Regions from separate parts of the Mus musculus genome. Here region 1 is linked to region 2. Evidence: chromatin contacts called from public HiChIP or PLAC-seq data. All regions are on one chromosome and are shown on one strand. Each heading gives the region's core, a stretch centred on a gene start, on an enhancer-like site or on the middle of the called end of the contact. The rest is flanking DNA. Distances are from core to core; before and after follow the strand shown. Region 1 overlaps Foxk1 (forkhead box K1). Region 2 overlaps Sdk1 (sidekick cell adhesion molecule 1).

Region 1 (6,692 bases), core at 940-3,439, 310 kb after region 2:
CAAGCCCAGAGCTGAGGTGGAGAGCCAGCCCATTGTTGTTCTGGACATGTGGACTGTGGGTTGTGTCTCCTGGGTAGGACACACCATAGCTGCTTCCCACAGCAGCCGCCCACATCTTCCAGGCTGTGAAGCCTGCAGTGATGGCAAAGGCCGCGGAAGGAAGGCGGTGGTGAGAGTTGACAGCCAGCCTGTGCTCAGCACCCGCCGCGTGTCCTTCAGCCATTGATTTCATCAGAGACTGCTTCTTCCCAGCTTCTTTTCAGTCTGGGAGCCTCCCTGTTCTTAAGACCCACATTCCAAACGCATGAGCATGTCTTCCAGGTGCTGAACTTGGACGGGGCCCCAGGCCGGTCCCCTTAGAGGTCAGGGCAGTCAGAGCAGTCGGGAGGCCCTGTGTGGGCGACTTGTTCTGATACTGTTTCTTTTGTAAGCTATATTGATGTATGTATGTATGTATGTATGTATGTATGTATGTATTTGTTGGGAGGGGCATGTGAAGGTCAGAGAACAGCCTGTGGGAGTCTTTGCTCTCCTTCCCACCAGCTCGACTGCAAGCACCTTTACCCTCAGGGCCGCCCGAGCCCCTGATTTGCTTTTTGAGACGGGGTCTCACTGCAGTGAGGCTGGTTCAGAACTCAGTTTGTTACCCAGGCTTGCCTGAAACTTGCAGTAATCTTCCTGACTCAGCCTCCCAGATGCTGGGATTGCAGGTGCAGGTGTTTGTTTATATAAAATGAATGATTCAGTCACTGAGAGACTGAGGGTTCCTCACAAAGCCCCTCCCACCAGTGGTTCTTGTCACCTATTGCTGGGGCTCCTGGCTTCCCAACAGTTAAGAAAGTTGTAGCCTTTCTGTTATTTACATGGGAAATCATGTGGCTTTGAGCAAGCACACGACACTCACATGAGAAACAGGTGGGGCAGCCCTAAAAGCATGTTCAGGGCCAGCCTGGGCTACTGAGTAGGACCAAAATGAGCCTGGGCAACAAGTGGTACCCTGTCATCCTGTAATAAGAAGAGGACCTGGATGAGTTCAGGGGTAGACACTTTAGGGGCCTGAAAGGGGCCCTAGGTTAGCCCGGCATGGCATGGTGGCACACACCTGAAATCCCAGCACTTGGGAGCTGAGGCCAGAGGGTCACATCAAGGCCAGCCGGCTACGTTATTTGTTATAGAAACACCAGGACTATATAGTGAGGCCTCATCTCCAAACAAACAAACAAACAAACAAAGGCTCTTGGTTCAATATCCAGTACTAGGTAGGGTACGTGATTGTGGGATTGAATAGTGTAGTTTTTTGTGTTGTTTGTTTGTTTTTGAGACAGGATCTCACTTTGTAACTCTGGAATTCACTACATAGGCTGGCCTCAATTATCCTGTGTGCGTCTGCCTCCCCAGAGCTGGGGCTAAAGGCACAAGCATGCCTGGCTTCAACGTTTCTCATTGACAATACAAAGAAAAAGTGGTGCGTGCTGGGAGTGGGGCTGGTTGGTGGAGCGCTGCTTGCCAAGAAAGCCTGCAAGATCCTGAGCACTGATAACAGCAGACGCAGTGGCCCATGGCAGCCCCAGCTCTGGGCAGGTGGAGGCTGGAGGATCAAAAGCCGTGTGTAATACCCCAGCTACATGAGACCCTGTCTCAAAAACAAAACAGCAGCCAGCTGGCTAAGACACTGAGTGATCATAGGTCGGGTGTAGAGTGGCTTTTGGTCAGGTGGCACAGTGGCTGTAAAGACCTCCCCCTCTCCCCGAACCCCCGCCCAGCAGTTGGTGCTTTGGTGTCCCCAGTGCTCCCTTGGAGTCCCGACTTTGTGTCTGCCACATTCCTGGTACTGCTGGGAGGGGGCAGGCCCTTGGCTCCTCCTGAGTTCCCACGGGTGCGTGGTCACTCTGTCCGCAGTCGCTGTTGACAGTGGCTTGGGACTTGCTCTGGACTCCCTGGGCCTTTAAGTGTCACAACAAAAGATCTCTGTTGACATCCGTTTATCTCCACACTGAGGAATTCCATTGAGCTTTTGTAAAGCTCAGCGGCCGGCCGCTGGAGGTTCGCCTGCCAAGACTTTCTCAGTTTGAGTTTCTGTGTAGGGGTGGAGCCCACGTGTTTACAAACACGCCCTGCCCTTCCTCTCCCAGGCAGCGGGAGCCAGGGTGGGGCAGGCTTGGGGAAAGGGTTTGACTTCCCAGCCCGCAGCAGTGGGCCCCGCCCTGCTCAGTCTGCTTGCCTAATTTGGTGAGCTTTGCTAGCGGGTCCCTATTGGCCGACCTGGGCACCGAAGGCTTGGGGACCTCCCAGCTGTGGCTCCTCCCTCCATGGAGCGGATCCCAGGGTTCGGTACCTTTGCCTCACTCCACCCCCCCCCCACCCCCCCCCCACCAGGCTGGCTTCAGTTTGTTGGGTGGCTCCTTATTTCCCAGGGCGGGTTGTTCCGCTGTGGTTTTGAGTTGTGTGTATGTTGGGTTTTTTTGGGGGGGCTGTCCCTGCCTGCAGGGCTCCGCCCAGCAGATGAATGAGCTCTTTGAAAGAAACTGCAGCTTCGGCAGTGTTTTGACCTTTCTTTCTGTGAAGAGCAAGTGATTTAGGAAAACAGGGAGCTGGTTAATCATTTGCTGAGGCTACTGAGGCTAAAGCAGGCTCCGTGGGACTACACTTCAGCAGACTGCCATAGCAGCCATGAAAGTAGCCTGTGGGTCCCAGCACCAGGCATTTACCAGGAATCCCTGCACCCAGGGCGCTGAGGCAGGAAGATTGCAGATCTGAGGCCAGCCTGTCTGGCTGAAACTGGGAACTCAGGGTTCGCTTCTGTTACAGACCCTGTCCCAAAATTAAGATGGAAAGGCTGGTGGGATGGCTCAGTGAGTAAAGGAAGGTGCTCCCTCCCGAGCCTGAAGACCTGAGCTCAGTCCCGAAGCCGCATGGTGGAGGGGAGAGCTGAGTCCCTAAAGTTGCCGTCTTCCACACCCAGGCTGTGCAGTGCCGTGCCCGCCCCCTGCATGTACACGTGTAGCAAAGGTTAGCAGTGGTGATGTGAATGAAGGGAAGTCGGCATCAGAGAACTGGCCCCCTTAGTCATGGAGCTGTAGTACAGTTCTACTTTACTGCGGGCTAGGGCTAGCTCAGTCTCCTGTGCTCTCGGAGATTTGCGTTTGGAGAGCACCCCAGTCTGCATCAGAAGTCTAGCACCCCACCGAGCCCCGCCCCTCCCCTCCCCACCCCAACCCACTCCCAGCCTTAGTTTCACTTGCTTGTGGTTTCAGTTATGCACAGTCCAAAAATACCAAGTGGAAAACTGCAGAAAATGAGCAAGTTACAAGTCTTCAATCAAGTGCAGCGCTGCATAGCTCCTCCCCTGTGTGTGACTCCCTGCCCAGTGTATCTGGTGGGTGGCTGGATTACCCAGTCTGCACTGTGGGCTGGGGATGAAGCCCCATGGTAGATCACTTAACCTGGCATGCATCAGTACTGGGAGAGGGCGGGGAGGGTCAAATTCAGGCGTGCCAAAGACCAGCAGCACAGCAAGTTCTGCCGGTAAGTTACAGGCCACGCTTTATCGTGGAGTAGGAACGTAGGAACGTAGGAAGCGATGGTGTGTGTCAGGCTCTGTGCTGTCTAGGACTTCAGGGACACCTGGAGGTCTCTGCATGCGTACCTCTGGAAAAGGAGCCTCCTGAATGCTTGTCTTCCTGGCAAACTTTGGTGCTTCCTTCAGGTTGTGTAACCTTCCTGTGATCACATTAGAACTTGAAGGCGGCATCGAATGTTCTAGGCATCTACGGACACTGAGTCTGCTGTTTCCTGTCCCTGTCTGCACCAACAGGCCTTACCTTGTTTCCTTTCCCATCTGACAACTTGGTTTCTCCCCACCAGCGGGTTTAGGGCCCTCCGTGTTCCTTTGGCCTGTCCCTGCTGTTTGTGTGTCATCCTGCACTGTCTGGGGTGCTGCAACATTGGGTTTCCAGTCGAGCTTGGTGGGGGCCATCCCAGTTCTCCTGGGATCCCAGTGGCTGCATCTGAGGTGTGTGTCCCTGTGTAGCACCACTTGGGCTCTGTCTCATCAGCCTGCAGGGAACTTTTGTATGGTCACCGTGTCTGCACTGGACAGCCCTTCCTCCCCAGATGTCGCACCGGTGAGAAGTCTTCGAAAAACATAGACCTGGCCTGGCAAAGGCCTGAGAGCCCAGATCCAGTATCAGACCCCCAGATATAGGGCGATGGCTCCCCTCTCCTGCCGTAAGACTGCCTAAAGGTAGCTGATATTGGGCTGGGCTGGTCAGTGGTGAGACCAAGTTCAGATCTCCAGAACCTATGCAAAGATAGCGTATAGCCCAGCTAGCTGAGCTGTCCTCTGACCTGCACACATACATGCATACATACATATATAATTACATATACACACATCATATGCACACGATTTTTAAACGAGTACCTAATATTAGGGTGTTTTCCACCTTGGGTACTTTGTGGTTTCAGAAGCAAAGTTAATCTTTTGAAGGAGCTCCAGGGACTTAAGTAACATGACACTTACCTTAGAAGAACACATTCTTTTTGAAAACAAAAACAAAAAACAAAACAAAACAAAATCCATGTATTTATTAGTATGTATGTGCGCGCACACACCGTGCTACACCCTTCTACCACGCAGGCAGGTTCAGGGAACTGAACTTGCATTGTCTGTCAGGCTTGCCTGCAAGCACCTCACCTGCACAGGGTACCTCACCTGCACAGGGCACCTCACCTGCACAGGGCACCTATCTCACCTGCGCAGGGCACCTCACCTGCGCAGGGCACCTCACCTGCGCATGGCACCTCACCTGCGCAGGGCACCTCACCTGCACAGGGCACCTCACCTGCACAGGGCACCTACCTCACCTGCGCAGGGCACCTCACCTGCGCAGGGCACCTACCTCACCTGCGCATGGCACCTCACCTGCGCAGGGCACCTCACCTGCGCAGGGCACCTACCTCACCTGCGCAGAGCACCTCACCTGCGCAGGGCACAGACATGCTTGAGGATAAGTCTGCAGTGTTTGCCTCTGAAGATCTTCCTTCTCTGCCCTTTTGTTCAAACTCAGCAGTAAATGGTGGGTGTCGTGCGGTTCCCACAGTGGAGGGACTCCCCTAGGGCCCCTCTGGCTTGTCCCGCATGGCCTGCCCTTTGCAGGCGTCCTTCTGCGTCAGGGCCTCGTGTTTCCGAGAGGGACTTTGGATTTCACGTCTCCTCCCTCTCCCCAGTAAAGTTCCATCGTCTTTGGTTCAGCTCCTGCCAGAGTCTCCTATTGTATGTGTGTCACAATTACGGGGCCCAGCCATTTCCTTCCTTGTACTCTGTCTTGTTTTCCCCATCTTGGGGTTTGTAATTCCCCTTTTCTGTGTGGTCCAGCGTGCTCGGTGTCCCGCACCCTTCTGGCAGGCTGCTGCCTCCGCAGCCCGGCCCTGGCTCTAGGTAGGACCTTCTGACCCACGAGTGGTCTTCCTCCTCATCCAGGACTTCCGGGAGGAAAAGGTTCCATCCTGGACTCACATGTCTTTCTTTCTTGAATTACTCCTCTCGGGTTATTAAGGAGCATTCTTCACCTACTTCCCGAGAAGGGTCCTGAGCGGCCGCCCCGCCAGCCTGGTGACTCGGCCCCTTTTGAAAACACTGTTGAGGGACTTGAGATTGGGAGGCAAGTCCTCGACCTCGAGTCCCTTCACTGCCTGTTCTCGCTCGGACCTCAGCTGCCCGAGTAGCTGGGTGACAACCCTGTGCCCAAACCCGTGGGGGGCGGGGGGGGCAGAGTTCAACTTCAGGTACCAGTTCTCCCCAGTGTCCTCAGGGTGCACTCCCTGGCCTAAAACCCCCCAGTTACTCTAGGCTGACTGGCCTGTGAGTCCCAGGGACCCTCCTGCCCCCTGCCCCCTGCCTCCTGCCTCCTCCGTGCTGGGATTACAAGTGCCAGCCACCACACCCAGCTTTTTGATGTAGGTTCTAGACATCAATTTCAGATCTTCATACTTATGTGGCCAGCACTTTACCAGCTGTGGTACCTTCACAGCCCTGGCCCTGGCAGCCCTTGCAGACTGTAACCCTCCACCCCCAATTTGACAGTACTGTTCCCCTGAACCCAGCAGTTCTAGGGTCTCCACACTGGCTGTGAGGCTGGCACTGGAAGAAAGTGACCAGAGAGGCCCTGCTACTGACACTGTCAAGGTGTTGGGTAGGGTGGGGTGTGGTACTCCTCCTCCATTCAGGTTTCTCTGTTTGAAATCTGCTCACAGTAACATGCAGAAGTGCAGTGGAGTTCAAAGCCTCCTTCAGCTGCTTAGCAAGTTCAAGGCCAGCTAAAGAGGCCCTGGAGAAGATTAGCATGTTCCCTCCCCTGTATAAATGAAAGAAAGAAAAGAAAAAGAAAGTAAGAAGTGACTGCCTGTATGGCTGCCTGTGCCTGTCAGGGGCCCTGGACACCTGAGCCAGGCAGCAGTGTTTCTCGGCATGACTGAGGAGTCAAGCAAGCCAGGCTCCAGGGTGTGGCCCAGGCTGTCACAGGGCCAGCATGAGATTATCAAGGTTGCTGCTGGAACAGGCCAGGGCCAGGCCAGTCCCCAGGAGCTGACTGGCACTACAGCCTGCAAGCTTCATCATTGTCTTCAGAGTGTGCTCACCACCGGGTGTGTGTGTGTGCGTGCGCGCGTGCGTGCGTGTGTGTGTGTGTGTG
Region 2 (6,866 bases), core at 3,335-5,834:
CTGTCCTGGAATTCACTCTGTAGATCAGACTGGCCTCAAACTCAGAAATCCACCTGCCTCTGCCTCCCAAGTGCTGGGATTAAAGGTGTGCGCCACCACTGCCTGGCACCAAGGCAACTCTTATTAAAGGAAAGCATGTAATTTGGGCTGGTTTACAGTTTCAGAGGTTCAGTCCCTTGTCATTGTGCCAGGAAGCATGGCAGCCTGCAGGCAGACATGGTGCTGGAGAAGAAGCTGAGAGTTCTACATCTGAATCAGCCAACAGCAAGGAGAGATTGTGAGCCACTGACTGGCCTGGCTTGAGCATCTGAGACCTCAAAGCCTGCTCCCGGTGACACACTTCCTTCCCAAAGCCACACCTATTCCCACAAGGACACACCTCCTAATAGTTCCATTCCCTGTGGGCCAAGCATTCAAACACATGAATCTATGGCAGGCCAGACTATTCAAACCAGCACACCAGATGAGGAAGTATCTGCAGAGTGGCCCATCCAAGCATGGCTGGGTGAGAGACTAGAAGGTATGTCAGAGCTCACATTTTTAAGAGCCCCATTCTGCCTTCAACACCAGTGAAGCAGCTAACCATTCAAATGCAGGGTCTCAGTGTATGAGGTTGTGAAGTTAACAGGGGACAGGCAGGCATTTATCACTCAAATTAGACACAGTAGCTTCTGGAAATCCGGGAACAGGTGGACATGGTTTGTTTGAGCTAAACAAAAGCTGTCCCCAGAAACCACAGCAAAGATCATTCTAGGCGGCAGACCTTTGGGGGCCTCTCTGTTAAGCTGAGTTTAAGCCAACCAAGACCAGAGTCTCCTGGTTGCTGCTGGTGAAGCCAGGCCTATAGGAGTTTAGGAATTGGCAAGACCAGAATATTCCAGGGGCTCTGAGTAGAGCATCCTTTGTAGCTTTAGAGAAATGCTGTTATCTAATGCATTCAGAGGCAAGGGACCACAAAAGTACTCTGATTGTGGCAGCTACAAAAACACAGCTCTCACCTCAAGGGATAGGATTTATTCTGAAGTCAAATATGAGTGAACATAGTCCAGGACTACCAGACTACCTCAAATACCATGTTCCAACATAGTAACAAGTCCATGAAGTTTTTATGGTAACACAAAGAAAGCCTTAACTCAAGGCTATTTAAAATACATTGTTGGAAACCGCAGGCAGGTGGTTACAGAGAGTGGAGGAAATCTCTGCTTTCGCTTCAGCTGCTGTCTGAGGACATTCTTAGCCTTTAGGTAGGTGTGGAAGCCAGAGGCCCGTCTGTACCTTCTGAAAGGATTTGGCTAAAAGTCACATGGATGTTCAGTCAAACCCAGAAGTAGACATTGATGGCTGTTTAGTGGACTAATGGGTGTCCAAGATAGCTTCCTCCGAATGTGTGACATCCTAGAAGTTCTGATCAGTCAAGCAGCCTTGTAGAATGATCTTTTCTTTTCTCTTTCCTCTCCTCTCCTCTCCTCTCCTCTCCTCTGCTCTCCTTCCCTTTCCTTTTTCTTTCTCCCACCCTGGAACTTTAATCCACAATGGTTTCTGGAATTGATTAAAGGTTTTCTAAAGAACAGAACCTGTCTTTGAAGCCAGCATTTCCTTATTGCCCCATTCCCTTCCTGCCTGATGACCCTGCCTTGGTGTAGCATGGGCTTAGCACCTGGAAGGGAGAAGGACTCTATGGCATGTCTGGTTTGGGTAGGGCAGAGACATCAGGAATCCAAGGAGGTTGATGGGCCAGGACAGAGCCCTGACAGGCACCTTAGGGAGGAGCGACCAGGGAGGAATTAGGGGCAGGCTTTGCTTTGGATACATTAGAGCTAGAAGACAGATCTCTCAGCTCTTCCCCTGAGCCCAACGCCAGCTCTACCCCTCCATCCTTGGCCTAGGCAAGCAATCATTTACTGAGTAGCATCTTATTAAAGAGGTACTGAATGTCCTCTAGACAAAATTGTCTCACTGATATCTCCCTCAGTGGTACTGTCTCTCCCAGGGCACCATGGCAGTCTAGTGGGCCCTGAAAGAATCTAGTAGCTGTATCCACTGAGTGGTTCTGTCCATCCTGGTTGCAGGGTGACTCAACTGAGCAGTTCCCAGGGCAGAAGAAACATCTGTCAGCCTCTCTAAGGTTCCTTAGTTGTTACACAGACAGACAGACAGACAGACAGGCTCCCTATAGTTACTGATTTCTTTCCATTGCAGGCTGAGGCCTTTCACCTCCTACAAGCTGCGCCTGAAGGCCACCAATGACATTGGGGACAGTGACTTCAGTGCAGAAACAGAGGCTGTGACCACTTTGCAAGATGGTGAGCAAAAGCCAGCCCAACACAACCACTCCCCACTGCTATGCCAAGGCCCGAGGGCAACTTTCTCCCAGAAAGAGACCCTGTTCCAGTCCTGAGCAGAGAGGAGGGGTCACCAGGGAGGGTGACAAGCAGAGGAAGTCCATTAGTAACTGACAGCCTGGGGTGTTCCTACACACCCCATGGTCATAAATCAAGCCCCCCCCCCCCCCCCCGAGAGCTTCCAGATGGAATGGAACTTGCTTTGATTGGCTTCCAAAACCATTAGAAATTGAATAATTAATGGAGGTCGTTAAAAATAAATGTCTGCGGGTAGCTGGGTCCAAGCAGTTTCAGATTCCCCCAAAGCACCAGGTGGCTTTTTCACCCCCTTCTGACCTCAGAAGCACTGGGCCTGAAGACACATTGTCAGCGACCTGTTCCTGGATATGGGAAGGAGTGCGGTGATCCTGGGAGAGCACTCCATCAGACACAGCGATAACCTGACAAGCCTGATGGGAGATGGATACTGCATAACTCCCAGATCAGCCTCAAAGCCCAGGCACTTAGTGCAGCCACCAGGGCTTTGTGGTAACTCCCAGAAAGCTCTGTCTTTTCCATTTAACGCTCCAGTGCAATGGTTTCCAAATGGGCCAGGTCCCAGCTGCCTGGTCCTGTGACCTCACACCATGTGTCCTTGCTCCTCCTCCCCACTTCCAGACCCTTCAGAGCCTGGAAGTTTAACTTGTTCTACACAAAGTTTCAGGCCACCTCAGGGACTAGCCCAAGGATGGAGATAACCCATTGCAGCTTCCCAGCTGCACTCAAGATGTTTGATGCAAAAACAAAATAAAAACAAACAAACAAAAAACCAGAGAGCTCTCACCTCCACAGGAATGGGAGATACTTTACGTGGGAGTCAAATCTGAGTGACTGTGGTCCAGGGAAACACGGATTCAGGTTGCCTTAAATTCTGTATTCCAACATGATAACAATTCCATACAGTTTTTATAGTAGCTGAACAAAGGAAATTTTAAACAAGAACAATTTTGCATCAATGTGTGGAACAAATTGGTGGGAACACCAGGTAGGTAAGATATGGTAATGTTGACTCTACATCTCAGACTTATCTGGTGACATTTTTAGCCTTTGAGTTAGGGAAGCTGGGGTCTGTTTATACATTCCAAAAGGATTTACATAACAGTCACAATGGTGTTAGATTGCGCACAGTGGTAGGGAATCCATGGTTATTTAGGGACTAAGATAGCCAAAGATAATTCAGCTCCCTGACCTGTAACATTCCAACTTTCTAGGGTCACAGAAGTTGCAATGGTTAATGTAGATAGCCTTTTTTTTCCCCTGAGAACTTCAGCTAACAGAGAGAATTTGCTGCAAACCCAGCATCCATACTGTTGTGTCCACTGGGTCTGGTCCTGATGAAAAGGACTCTAGGCTTCCCTGAATCCCTGGAAAAATGAATCCTGTGCTCTCATCCTGAGAGTTGATGAGATCCTGCTTGCAGCTGTAGGGGCCAAGAAGCAGCAGAGCTCAGGAGAGAAGCGGTGACCTTGTACAGGAAGCTGGGTGGGTGGCCCAAGGCGCCTGGCAGGGCAGGTGGGAAACAGCAGACACAAACCCCCTTCACTCATTGCTAAGAATATGTGGAGGGAGAAAGGCTATCAATGAACTCCTTTAAACCTGAGGGTGTGCTGACTGGAGAGAAAGTCCAGCGAGCAGCGTACTTGTTGCTCAAGCATAAGGACCTGGGTTCAAATCTCCAGCACCCATGTTACCAAAAAAAAAATCTCAACAACATTTGTAACCCCAGCAGGTGAATGGGGGTGGAGGTGCCAGGGCTTAGCTAGCCAGTTTAGCCAAAGTGGAGAAACTGTGGGTTCAGCAATAGACTTTCAAACTAAGGTAGAGAGCAGCGAAGAGATATCCAGCTTTAACTTCCAGCCTACGCACACTCCCCTGAGGACCAGCATGGGGCATAAACATGTACACATATGCATAGAGTCTACACACAAGAGAGGGGAGGGGGTGGAACAAGGGTAGAAAGTCGGCATCAAAGGAAACCTGAAAAAAAAAAAACCACATTCATTTTTATCTTGCATCAGACACAATGGAGAGAATATTTGCAACAGTGCACTAATTCTTAGAAGAAAGGAACCCAGACACCTAGCAGGCTGCTTTCATTGTTGGGTTATCTCTGACAAACAGGGAGCACGGGATCCTGACAGGCTCCCAGCGACCTCAAGGAATAGGCCATTTCTGAAAAGCTATTCAAGGACCTCTCCAGACTCCCCAGGCCCCTTCTTAAGCCTTTGATATTCAAATGGAGCTTTTGAGGCTCCTATCTCATCATCTTCCTTGTCTGAGACTTGCAATTTCCCTTTGTGGGTGGATTTGCATTGTGTTTGTGGCCCTTTGTCTCTCTCTGTCAGGTGGAGATTGACTGGCAAGACCAACCCTACCACAGCTAGAAGAGGGAGGGGCTTCTGATGACTCTGAGTGACATTTTCTTTTTCTTATGTTAGGGATGGGATCCAAAGCCTTGCAGGTGTTCACCCCAGCCCCTCACTGGGGGATTCTAGGCAGGGGTCTACCACTGAGCCACACCCCAGCCCCTCACTGGGGGATTCTAGGCAGGGGCTCTACCACTGAGCCACACCCCAGCCCCTCACTGGGGCATTCTGGGTACTTACTCTGTAACTAAGCCATTCCCTTAGACATTGTTGGTTTTGGGTTTTTTATCTTTGTTTTGTTTTGTGCTGTTTGACAGAGATTCAGTTATGGCACAAGCTGGTCTTGAGTTTGCAGTCCCTCTGCTTGTGCTTCCAAAGTCCCCAGGACCCCAAGCATAGTGGTCCCTGATCACCATTTTTTTGTTGGCCGTTTTGTTTGTTTGTTTGTTTGTTTTTCGAGGCAGGTTTTTCAAGGACTATTTAACAGTCTTGGCTACCCTGGAATTCATTTTATAGACTAGGCCGGCCTTGAACTCACAGCGATCCACGTGTCTCTGCTTCTTGAATGTTAGAATTAAAAGTGTGCACCACCACTGCACAGTCCACATTTCTAATTAACCTGATATCTATCCACTGCACAGGATTCTTGGGACGGATAAAGGTCCACATTGATGATAGTATAAGGTCTAGAGCAATGGTTCTCAACCTTCCTAATACTACAACCCTTTGATACAATTCCTTATGTTGTGGTGAACCCCCCCCCCAACCATTAAATTATTTTCATTGCTACTTCATAACTGTAATTTTAGGCAACCCCTGTGAAAAGAGTCATTCAACTCCCAAAGAGGTCACCACCCATAGGTTGAGAACCACCGGCCTAGAGGGTGACACTAGGGTCCACATGTATGGCCAAGTGTGGATGGCCTGGAGGACTCAGAGGAGAATCAGCCTGGGACAAACCTGGGATGTGAGGTAGACAGAGCCCGGTACACATGTGAGGTCAAGGACTATGCCCAATCCTGTCTAGCTCCATAAGCACTTGTTGGACTGGCTCTTCTTGGCACTCGGGCACAGCTGAGGAGATATAGAGGATCAGTTTGGTAGATAAGCGAGGACTATGTGATCTGGAGAGGGCAAAAGGGCCATGGGGAGGAGGCCTCCTACACCTGATACATGATAGGGTTCTGCTTTGGTCCAAAAGCAGGCTCAGCCATGGCAGGAACCAACCCAACCTTGTCCTTCCTGAGACCAGACCAAACCACTACAGCGTCCTGGCTCACAGCCAGATGCCGTTTGCCTTGCTAACTGGCCAGCAGCAGCCTCGACTCTACCAACAGTCACATCTGTGTTTCATACTAAGAACACGTGACCTCACTGTGACCACCTGGCTTGCTCACAAGGAATGAACAACTATCACCCATGATTTCAGAAAATGCTGTCTGACTGCCATTCCCAAAGACATGGAACCCAAAGAAGGTTTTTGGGCAGGAGCTCCCAGAGGATTGTGGGTGTCCGCAGGGGCCCATGGGGGATTCCAGTTCACCTGAATGTCCCAGCATGGTTAAAGGAGCCATCCTTGTTACATTAGGCAGATGAATGACGGTTGAAGGTACCTGAAGAGAGGAAGGCCACCCCCACACCAAAGGGCATCTGAAACCCTCCAGAGCCATTCTAACCCTGCTTTCTTCCATCTGCTGCCCTGCAGTTCCAGGAGAGCCACCAGGGTCTGTCTCAGCCACACCGCACACCACGTCCTCCGTTCTGATCCAGTGGCAGGTAAGAGCCAGGGGCACTCATTTATTTCTGATGTATGCTTTGGCTTCCTGGTTCAGTCAGCCATGACAACTGCAGAGTCTACACACAAGCTACGCACACGTCCAGTATATAACAGCCTGTCTGTGTTAGACAGAACCCCCAACGGAGGAATGACAGCAGGAGTCTACAGGAGAGGACTGGCCCAGGGTTGGGGCTCCCCAAGGCCCAGCACTGAAGAAATAGGTGTTCAGATCTCCAGGGCTGCAGCCTGCCCTCAGACCAATGGGCTTGCAGAGCACAGGGATGAGAGAAGAGGCAGAGATGCTGGCTAGTGAGGGGTGACATTCCAGATGTCAGACCTGGG

The links. HiChIP or PLAC-seq counts read pairs in DNA pulled down with a chosen protein or histone mark.
Region 1: a contact with region 2 is called in an H3K27ac HiChIP or PLAC-seq map of embryonic stem cells, with 3 times the contacts expected there. The contact joins two enhancer-like sites. A contact is called at or near these places in 6 of 484 Hi-C or Micro-C datasets (the G1E-ER4 cell line, embryonic stem cells and myocytes) and 4 of 115 datasets of contacts at active chromatin or transcription factors (all in embryonic stem cells).

What each region holds. Positions count from the first base shown.
Region 1 is chr5:142,438,457-142,445,148 of GRCm38.p6, forward strand. All of the region lies in intron 2 of Foxk1 (forkhead box K1), which reads left to right. Among named protein-coding and RNA genes, the nearest start is that of Ap5z1, 22 kb to the right of the region's middle. Within about 2 kb of position 2,190, at least 384 of the 459 cell types and tissues checked have an H3K27ac peak or open chromatin away from gene starts, as enhancers often do. A contact at or near this core is called in embryonic stem cells, where this site is marked.
Region 2 is chr5:142,125,572-142,132,437 of GRCm38.p6, forward strand. It overlaps Sdk1 (sidekick cell adhesion molecule 1), which reads left to right. Exons shown (of 45, transcript NM_177879.5): 31 at 2,200-2,303; 32 at 6,453-6,523. Gm52792 (a long non-coding RNA gene) reads right to left here. Exons shown (of 3, transcript XR_003955822.1): 2 at 5,708-5,821; 3 at 3,223-4,358. Among named protein-coding and RNA genes, the nearest start is that of Gm52792, 5.7 kb to the right of the region's middle. Within about 2 kb of position 4,585, at least 20 of the 459 cell types and tissues checked have an H3K27ac peak or open chromatin away from gene starts, as enhancers often do. A contact at or near this core is called in embryonic stem cells, where this site is marked.